Regions from separate parts of the Ovis aries genome. Here region 2 is linked to region 1. The links are chromatin contacts, called in public Hi-C maps. All regions are on one chromosome and are shown on one strand. The core of a region is the stretch at or near the end of the contact, and the rest is flanking DNA. Distances in the headings are between cores, read along the strand shown.

The links. A called contact is a pair of places that touch in the nucleus more often than the background predicts.
Region 2: a Hi-C map of tail adipose tissue shows a contact between it and region 1, with 3 times the contacts expected there. The contact joins the promoter of ATP6V1D here to the promoter of GPHN in region 1. A contact is called at or near these places in 3 of 16 Hi-C or Micro-C datasets (blood, hypothalamus and tail adipose tissue).

Annotation. Positions count from the first base shown.
Region 1 is chr7:76,603,967-76,608,131 of ARS-UI_Ramb_v3.0, reverse strand. It overlaps GPHN (gephyrin), which reads right to left and starts at 2,139. Exons shown (of 24, transcript XM_060418189.1): 1 at 2,032-2,139. The coding sequence starts at 2,095.
Region 2 is chr7:77,315,932-77,320,096 of ARS-UI_Ramb_v3.0, reverse strand. It overlaps ATP6V1D (ATPase H+ transporting V1 subunit D), which reads left to right and starts at 1,932. Exons shown (of 8, transcript XM_060418191.1): 1 at 1,932-2,070. The coding sequence starts at 2,030. It overlaps EIF2S1 (eukaryotic translation initiation factor 2 subunit alpha), which reads right to left and starts at 1,883. Exons shown (of 8, transcript XM_004010732.6): 1 at 1,693-1,883.

The DNA of each region.
Region 1 (4,165 bases), core at 890-3,389:
ACAATTTTAGCACAGTAATTACATATAATGTTTATTTGTTTGCATATCAATGTCATCCCTATTGGAGTGCAGAGACACAGATAAGGGCTGCACCTTTCAAAGCATTCTGTACAACAGCTATCTACTATGTCACTTGACTCAGGTAAGCTGATTCACTAAATAAAACTATCAGAGAAAGCTTAAATAAACAATAAAAAAAGTTTTTAAAAAAAAATCTCTATGGTTTAACTTGAAAACATTTATGACCTTTCATTTCCGTGGACAGTTGACACACTTTGGTTTCTATTAAGCTTTACTCTCACTACTCTATTAATTTTAAATTCTAAAGTGAGAGCTGAGGGCTGATATACGGTATACAATTTTACATCCCGCAAAAAGACTCTAAATATCAGCAATGTCAACGCCAAGATTGCTGAGTTACAACTGAATCTTCACACAAAGCAAGAGCTTCAGCACCAAAAGAAGCGAACAGCGCATCTTCTAACAGTGGGGGTGGGGGGTGGTTTCCCTTCCCTGCAACAGATTCAGACTAGTTTCACTATCGCGGGGGCTTTCAATTAGGAAAATTCAATAAATTACTATTAACATCTGGAAACAATATCAGAGAAAGACGACCCAGTTAGTTAAAAGGGAACAAGGGGTACCATGAGTATCTTCATAAAACTCAGCAGCCAAATTAAGCTTTGCATTCTTTATCAACAGAGATTTTTCTCTGCCTAATAAATAATAATAAAGCAAGTCTCATTCCATTTAGTCCCTTCTCGAGCTCCGTCTCAACCTGTCAGAATCTGACAAGGGAAAAAAAAAAAAGAACTCTGTGTGTGTGTGTGTGTGTGTGTGTGTGTGTGTGTGTGTGTGTGGTGGGGCGGGGGGGAGGGGGGGGGGGAGAACACGAGGATTCCCGTCTACATCGTTTCTTTTTCCAAAATCAGTAAGTCTTGGATTTCCTTCCCTCGGAACTAAGCTCTCAGGTTCCAAATATAGTTCTTTAACCCCCACCTCGCCACTCAATTACATAGAAACCTTACCAACTACAGAACCACAGCAGAATCGCCTACAAATCGGTTTGCTATTCATCTCAGAAGTCATGCCCTGCAGCAACTGCCTGTCGCCGAACTGAGGGATATTACCCAAATACAACGCAACGGAATCAGACATGCAGAGCACACACGGCTTCCGCGAGGGAGGGAAACTCGACCCGGGAAAAGTGCGCTCCTCACAAGCCTCGGGAGGGTGGGGGGAGGTCCCACAAGGGAGGGGGACAGAAGAGCCCGAGTAGGGGAATCCTTCCCTCTTAAGTAGAAAGGCTGGATCCCCAGTCGCAGGCTACAGCCTTCCCTCTAAGAAAACGAAGAGGCGGGCAGAGGGCCCTCCACTTGGGAAGGCAGAATGCAAACACTTTCCGAGGTCCGGGCGCAAGCCGATCCCCACCTCCCGGGGTGGGGAACGAAAGGTGTCCCATGGGTGGCAAAGGGGATTCCCGGCTCGCGAGGGGCAGCCTGAGACCGAGCAGAGTTTCGCCTAAAGAACACCCATGTCGTCTGTGGCCGGTGCCCCGGGAAAGCACTGCTAGAGCAGCGCGGGGCCGCCCAAGTAGGGGGAAGGGAAAAAGAGGGAGGGGGTGGAAAAGGGATTTCCCCCCTCTCTGGGACAAGCAGTAGCCGAGGGAGCGCGCGGGCCAGCCGAGAGCGGCTAGCTTCAGACTGCGGAGCCGGGATCCCGTCGCCTGCCAGGAGCCCCGCAGCGCCCGCCGCACCGGCCCCTCGGTCCCCAGGGGCCCAGGACTTCGGCTGCGAAGGCACTGGGGCCTGACATCCACGGGATCGGCCCCAGCTCCCGGGGGACCCCGCGGGAACACCCCAACCTCCCAGCACCTCTCAGCGGTTGTAAAAACGTCCGCCCCCCCCACCCCGTCCCCTTCCTCTGCCTTCCCTTCTCCCGAGGCCGCAGAGAAGGGTCATCACAGGCAAGAAGCCTGAGGCAAGCCGGGGACAGCGGCCGCGGCGGTCCTGGACCTCCTCCCCCGGTTACCTGTGAGGACTCCAACCCGGATTTGGTGGTCGTGGTTAGTGAGGATCATTCCCTCGGTCGCCATGTTTCCCAGCGCAGTCACCGCACTGACAGGAGCCGGGAGAAGCCAGAGCCCGGAGCGCGCGGGCCGGGAGCGCGCTCGCCTTGGAGAGCGCGAGAGCGAGAGCGCCCGGGGAGCGCGAGCCGAGCAGGGAAGGAGGGGGAGGCGGCCGAGTGCTCCGCGGCCTGCGCGAGTGAGAGGCCGGGCCCCGAGCGCGCGAGTCCGCGGGGGGGATGGGGGGGCGGAGTCAGGGCGCGGGACCCCGACTTCAGGTCGCAGGCGAAGAGCTGCGGGGGGGAACGCGGTGGCTGCCTAGGGAGACCGCGCGGAGGCGTTGGAGCGAGGCGGCAGAGACTCGTGCCGCTCTGCGGAGCGCGAGACCCAGCGCGGCTAGTCGGCAGGAGACTAAGGGGAAAGGAGAGCACAAGCTCCCGAGATTGCGGGGGTGGACTCGGGCCAGGGGCGGAGCTACACCGCGAATCGTGGAACTCGTGGAGAGTGAGGGGAGGAGTGAGCGCTCGGTTGCGAAGTGCTGGGAGCGGGAAGGAGGCGGCCCAGCCCAAACTGGACCGGGGAACGCTCCTGGGCGCGCGAGTAGCGCCGGATTGGCTAGGAGAACGCGGAGCGAGTGCGCGCGAGACACGAACGCAGGTTCCGCCGAGCCCCAGACAGAAGCAATCCCCTGCCGAGCCCGGCTCCCGGTCGTTTGTCAGCGACCCCGGCCGGCTCTTGGGGCTACGGAGCCCGCTCTCCCGAAGAAGAGAAAGGCTCCAGGGAGCCTGAAGGTGCCTTAGAAACCTGCGTGAGTGGCACAACCCCCAATTACTGTGACAGCCCGCGGTGAGCGAGGGAGGAGGTATCCTATCCGGCCTCACCTTCCCGCTTGCTTTTTCAGTCGACTCGACCTGCCGGAGGATTTCCCAACTCCAAGGCTGTACCTACAGGAGGATCCTCACTACAGAAGCTTAGGAGCCTGCGGCAGAAATAGCAGGCTTGAGAAATAACAGACTTCTGCTCCCCACGCTGTCCCATGGTTTTGTGGTATCAGGCTTCTTCGCTAGAGGCTCTGCTTTTAGTTGAAAAACACCAATCTTAGACAATGAGATTAGAAAATGTTTTTCCCACCTGAGCTACAATCGCAAAACTGGAAATAGAACCCCTGTGGTGGCAATTTTCATTTCAGTATTTGTGGGATGTGAAATTACCATGAAAATAGCTTTTGTTGACACTTATCTTCATGTGTCTTTCATGAAGTGTTATTAATCACCTGTGGCTATTTCACATCGGTTTCTTAGTTCTTTCTAGCCCTTTCAACTTCTGAATAAAACATGTACACCCATATATGTATAATTTTTCTTCTCAAAAACAGTAAAACTGGGAAGCATAAAAAATGAAATATGTCCCCAAAAAAGTATAATTATCATTTGTACACAATGAACATCTCAATTTGATGGTTATATGAGTTTTATGCCAACTAGAACGTGGACTAATCTCTAACTGAAGATTCATATTTTTACGTATTTCATTTTAAATAATGGGAGTACATAGGAGATGATGGGTGGAATTGAGGTAGAATAAAATTAATTAGCAAAATTACTTGAGTATGTATTACTAGTATTTTTGACAGGATTTAAAAATGAAGCCATATCATGAGCCCACTTCCTATAATAATATGGGAAGCATGTTTACTTTATTTCAAACAAAGATAAGCAAATAGTTGGTTACTTTACCTTTCTATCTTTATTCCCTCTAAGGCCCCATAGTCTGAAATAATTTTAAAATGTCTTGTATTTTTAGAGAAATTCTAATTCTGCCCACTATAGATTCTGCAACCTTAAATCGGGGCCTTTTTCAATATCCTTTAAATAAATTGGTAGATAAGCACCCTTCCAATTTAGAATATTCTGTTATTATTCATGGAAAGAAACTGGCAATTTTGTTTCACAAATAACAGAAAACAAGAGACTTTATCTATAAAAGCAGTGATGGTGAAATTCATTAAAATTTAATTGGGAAGGGTGAAAATGAATTAAGCCTTTTAAAGTATATGGAGGTTTGTTAAAACTACTAAAATTGTTGAAAAGTAATGTTAGA
Region 2 (4,165 bases), core at 683-3,182, 710 kb before region 1:
TAATTTTGCCTGGTGAAATGGTAGGCAGGAGTTCTTAAATCACTGCGTGCTCCAGTCGCCATCGTGGATACAGGAAGTCCACACTCCCTTCCAAAGCAAAGCATGATGTGACAGAGGCAACTCCTGTGGTAATACTAATCCGGCTCTAACACTTATCAGTTATGCTCTCTGAATGCTCGCCTTTAGTACAGAAGTGCTAAACAAACAAAGCTTTTCAATTATTTCACTGTAGTTGAAATAGGAAGCACCAATCTCCAAAATAGCATCTTCTTGAGATCTTTGGAGAACCAGAAACTCTCATTTGGCATCCGATGAACTAAGAACAGGCATTTAAGCTCTATGTAATTCCAAACTGCTGAAAGACACGGAGTTACAAGATTTTTTTTTTTTCCCCTTGAGTAACAACTTCAATCGGAAGAAAAACCAAGACTTCTTTGCTACACCTTTTCCTCAAGAAACAATGTTTCTTGTTTAATGAAAATTAAAGTAGACGAAGTCTGGGGTAGTTAACAAAAGGGACCTAAAATTTCCATATCTTGTTTTTCAGTTCTGCTTAACGGTAAGACCACAGCGCTTAAATCTACAAGTCTATTCTCATCGGTGCTGAAAATACGGCAAAATGATACGAAGAATAATAAACTCTTCAGTTGTATCTTTTAGTTTCGTCTTAAGGACTGACTCATCCTACACAAACGCAGAACTTCAGCGACAGGGTAACAAGAGCTTCGATTTTTAATATTAAGTGGTCAGGTTAACAAACTATTCTTGGATATTTTTTTTTTTTTTAACTCAACTCTTGTCAAAATCGTGGCCCAATCCACAGGTTCCTTGAAGTGTCCTGTCTGGTCACCACTGAGAGGTAGTATTTGCCGGGGAGGAAGAAGGGAAAAGAAAAAAGGATGGAATTCGCAGGCCTAGAGACAGCAAAGTGCTCAGCGTCCTGGGGCGGGGTGTCACGGCGTTCTCCCCAGGCCGCCCCACCTCAAGACACCCGCCACTATCAGCATATTGACGAGGCTGTCCCATCACTTGGCCCACTCGCCTTCGCGAGATTCCTCCGTCCGTACCATGACACCTCTGCTACACCGGGAGGCCGACACGCAGCCGGCGGGTGGCGGCAGTCATGTCCAGACACTTCCCGCGCGGGGACGGGAAAAGGAGGGGGTGTTAGCTCCGGGGCCTACCCTCTACCGACCACCCATGTCCCTAGACGCAATCAAAGTGAATTCCTGGAAAAACCGATCAGAGAGACTAGTCACCTGAGGTATGTGTGTGAGTCCCACACCAGGCTCCCACGCCACGCTCTTCAGTAGGAGAGATAAGACTCGATCAGCCCTCAGCAGCCGCCGACTTTCTTCAGCGTGTGCTTCGGTTGACCACACCGCGCATGCGGAACCAGCTCGCAGCACGCAGGCGCCAACCGGAGAGAGACACCCCCCCCCACCCGCCCTTCGTCACTGACCATAGAGTCCAGGTCCTCCGAGGACAAATAATGTGGACCTTAGGAGGACCTGAAAAGTACGTTTCCTCGTTATCTTTAGCTTTCTCTAAATAACCGTCAAGGCTCAGGTAAAAGTGAAGACTAATTCCTTGTCCCTAAAGCATAAATCCTCGCTGGAACCTTCAGTCAATCAGGAGGTGGCGCTGTGACCAAAGATGAAAACTGGAGGAAGAGAAGGAGTGTACTCTTACCTGCTCTTTCGCTCGGCGCGTGCAGAACCGAGCGCAGCAGCCTGGGAGGTGGAAGGGGAGGGGCTAGAAGGCGAACCGGAAATGAGGGGGCGATTCCGGGGTGCGCGGCCTCAACATCCGGGCATCGCCTTCTTCTTGTCCTCGCCCTCCCCATACCCCCGCCCTCACCCGAACCGACCGGAAGGGGAAATGAAGGCTGTATAGCTTGGCTTCCTCTTAGCAACGGGAGAGGGTCACGTGACACACCAGCTGACTCCGGTAGAGAAAGACTCAGTGGCTGGGTTGTTGCAGCCACGGTTGCCCGGCCAGGGACCCGAGCCGAACAGTCATCGTCAGAATGTCGGGCAAAGACCGAATTGAAATCTTTCCCTCGCGAATGTAAGTAAAAATGGAACGAGCAGGTGTTCAGGAACACCTTCCTGAGCCGCTGTCCCTTCATTACCCTAGAGCGGCGGGGCTCCTTGTATCTTGGGCCTATCCTGAGCTCTCAGGTCTCTTCCTGAGTCCAGGGCAAGGCTCCCTGACGAGCCCCTTTGCTCTGAGTTGAACCAGACTGGACAGAGTCCAGCCCGAGCTGCTGACTTTTGTGGAGGTCCGCTGACTTCAGTCATTAATCGGGCCATTCGTACCACATTCCCTATTGATCCGGGCAGTGGATTTATATAACTGTGAATTGTCGCTACTGCTTCCAGAATAGAGCTCACAGTTCAGTGAAGATATAGACCAGGAGACTAAATGCTTTGAGAAGGGAAGTTGACTGCGATGTGAAGCAGGCCAAATCGGGGGGCTGAATCTCCCTAACGTGGGCTTCAGGTTCTTCTTGGCAAGATCCCCTGAAATGTCACATGCGGTGGGAAGCTATCCCTGAATTTCTGAGGCGCTCATTTTGTTCCATCACCATTGCATCTCATTCAGTATCCATTATGTTAATATCGTCCATCTCACTGTAAAGTGGATAGAAGATTATGTACATTTACCACTGAACTGGGAACTCTCTCCAAGATGAGAGATGTCTTGATTGTTAATCGTCCACAAAAAAATGTTGTTTGAATGAACCCATGCCCGTGGAATCTATTCGGTTGTGGTCTCCTTTCTCTTTTGGTCTAAATTCTTCGGCAGGAGAAAATTTTGACGTTTTATCAAATGTGCCTAGCAACGTGTGGAAGATAAAGATTGCTCTTATTTGCCCTCTCGCTCTCCTCTTACTCTTTTTTCACTGAGGAGCAGAAACTCAGTTTTGCGTTGACAGTTAGATCTTTTGATTTTGGCCCTATCTCTGTGTTGTTTTTCTTCTTCCTGACTTTTCTCAGAGAATCTGAGGACGGTTAAAGTAAGAGTTTATTTAAACCCCAAACCTAGATTTCTGTCTCTTCCTGGGTGGCTGCAGCTTTTAATGAAATGAAGGGGGTTTTGTTTGGTTTTTACCTTATCTATTGACTTTCTAATAGCTGTTTGCCTTAGGTAGGAAGCCAGTCAGTTGTGGAGAAAGGCAGTGCCTTCGTAAATAGATAAAGATCAGGAATACCCTAGGGTTGTGAGGACTGTAGAACTCCCAGCACTTATGACCCTGACTCCATCCAAACCCCTGCACTGAGAGACCACCGGACTCTAGCTTGGTTTTTGGGAGCCTAAGATTGTGTTCCTGAGATGACTCCAGCACCCAGTAAAATGCTGGCCTAAGAAAGCTCATCTACCCAAATAGGCAACACCATCGCTGTGCCTCTGACCTCCCTTCCTTAATTGCATGCTAGCAGACACAGTTGGCCTGCTGGCATTTCCATTGCTCAACCTTTTGGAATTTTTCTCTTCTCCAAATCCTGTCCACTTACTCCTTTTAAAATGCCTAATCACCTGTGCACCATCGGAAAGGAGCTCAGCTCTTTACCCTGCTGTCAGCAGTTACTGAATAATGTCTCTTTTCACATGTCGCTTTAATTAATGCCTTGCTGTGTTTATCTTTGGTAGTAGTCAGAATGTTAACATTTTGTTGTTGATGTTTTTACTTTAAGACTAGGAGGTGCGAATACTCTTATTTGGGCTTAGACATGAATGATAGGTTTGGGGAGGTGACAATTTGCTGTTTGAGAGTGTTCAGCTTGCTGATTTAGAGGAAAATCGGGTGCAGGAAGTAACTGCTCTTCTAAATATTTTCCCCAAGGCCTATCAGCAGGTACTTTGTCATGTAGTCAGATGTCTTTGATTCAGCTGGAAGCAAAGTCATCATCCTAGCTGAAGGTCAAGCATTTTTTGTAGGGCCAAGCAGCTTTGAAACTTATAAAAGAAGTTTTTTAAGAGCTAGGCTAGAAAATACACTAGTGATTTGTTTCAGACACTTTCACCTTATTGTATTATGCTGTAAGATGGCGCTGTCACCTCCTTAGGCACCAGAGAGCAAAAACAAGTTCAGAGTGAAAGCAAAAGAGGCACGAAGGATTCGGCGTCTGCAGAGATCAGTCACATCAAGGTTCTACTA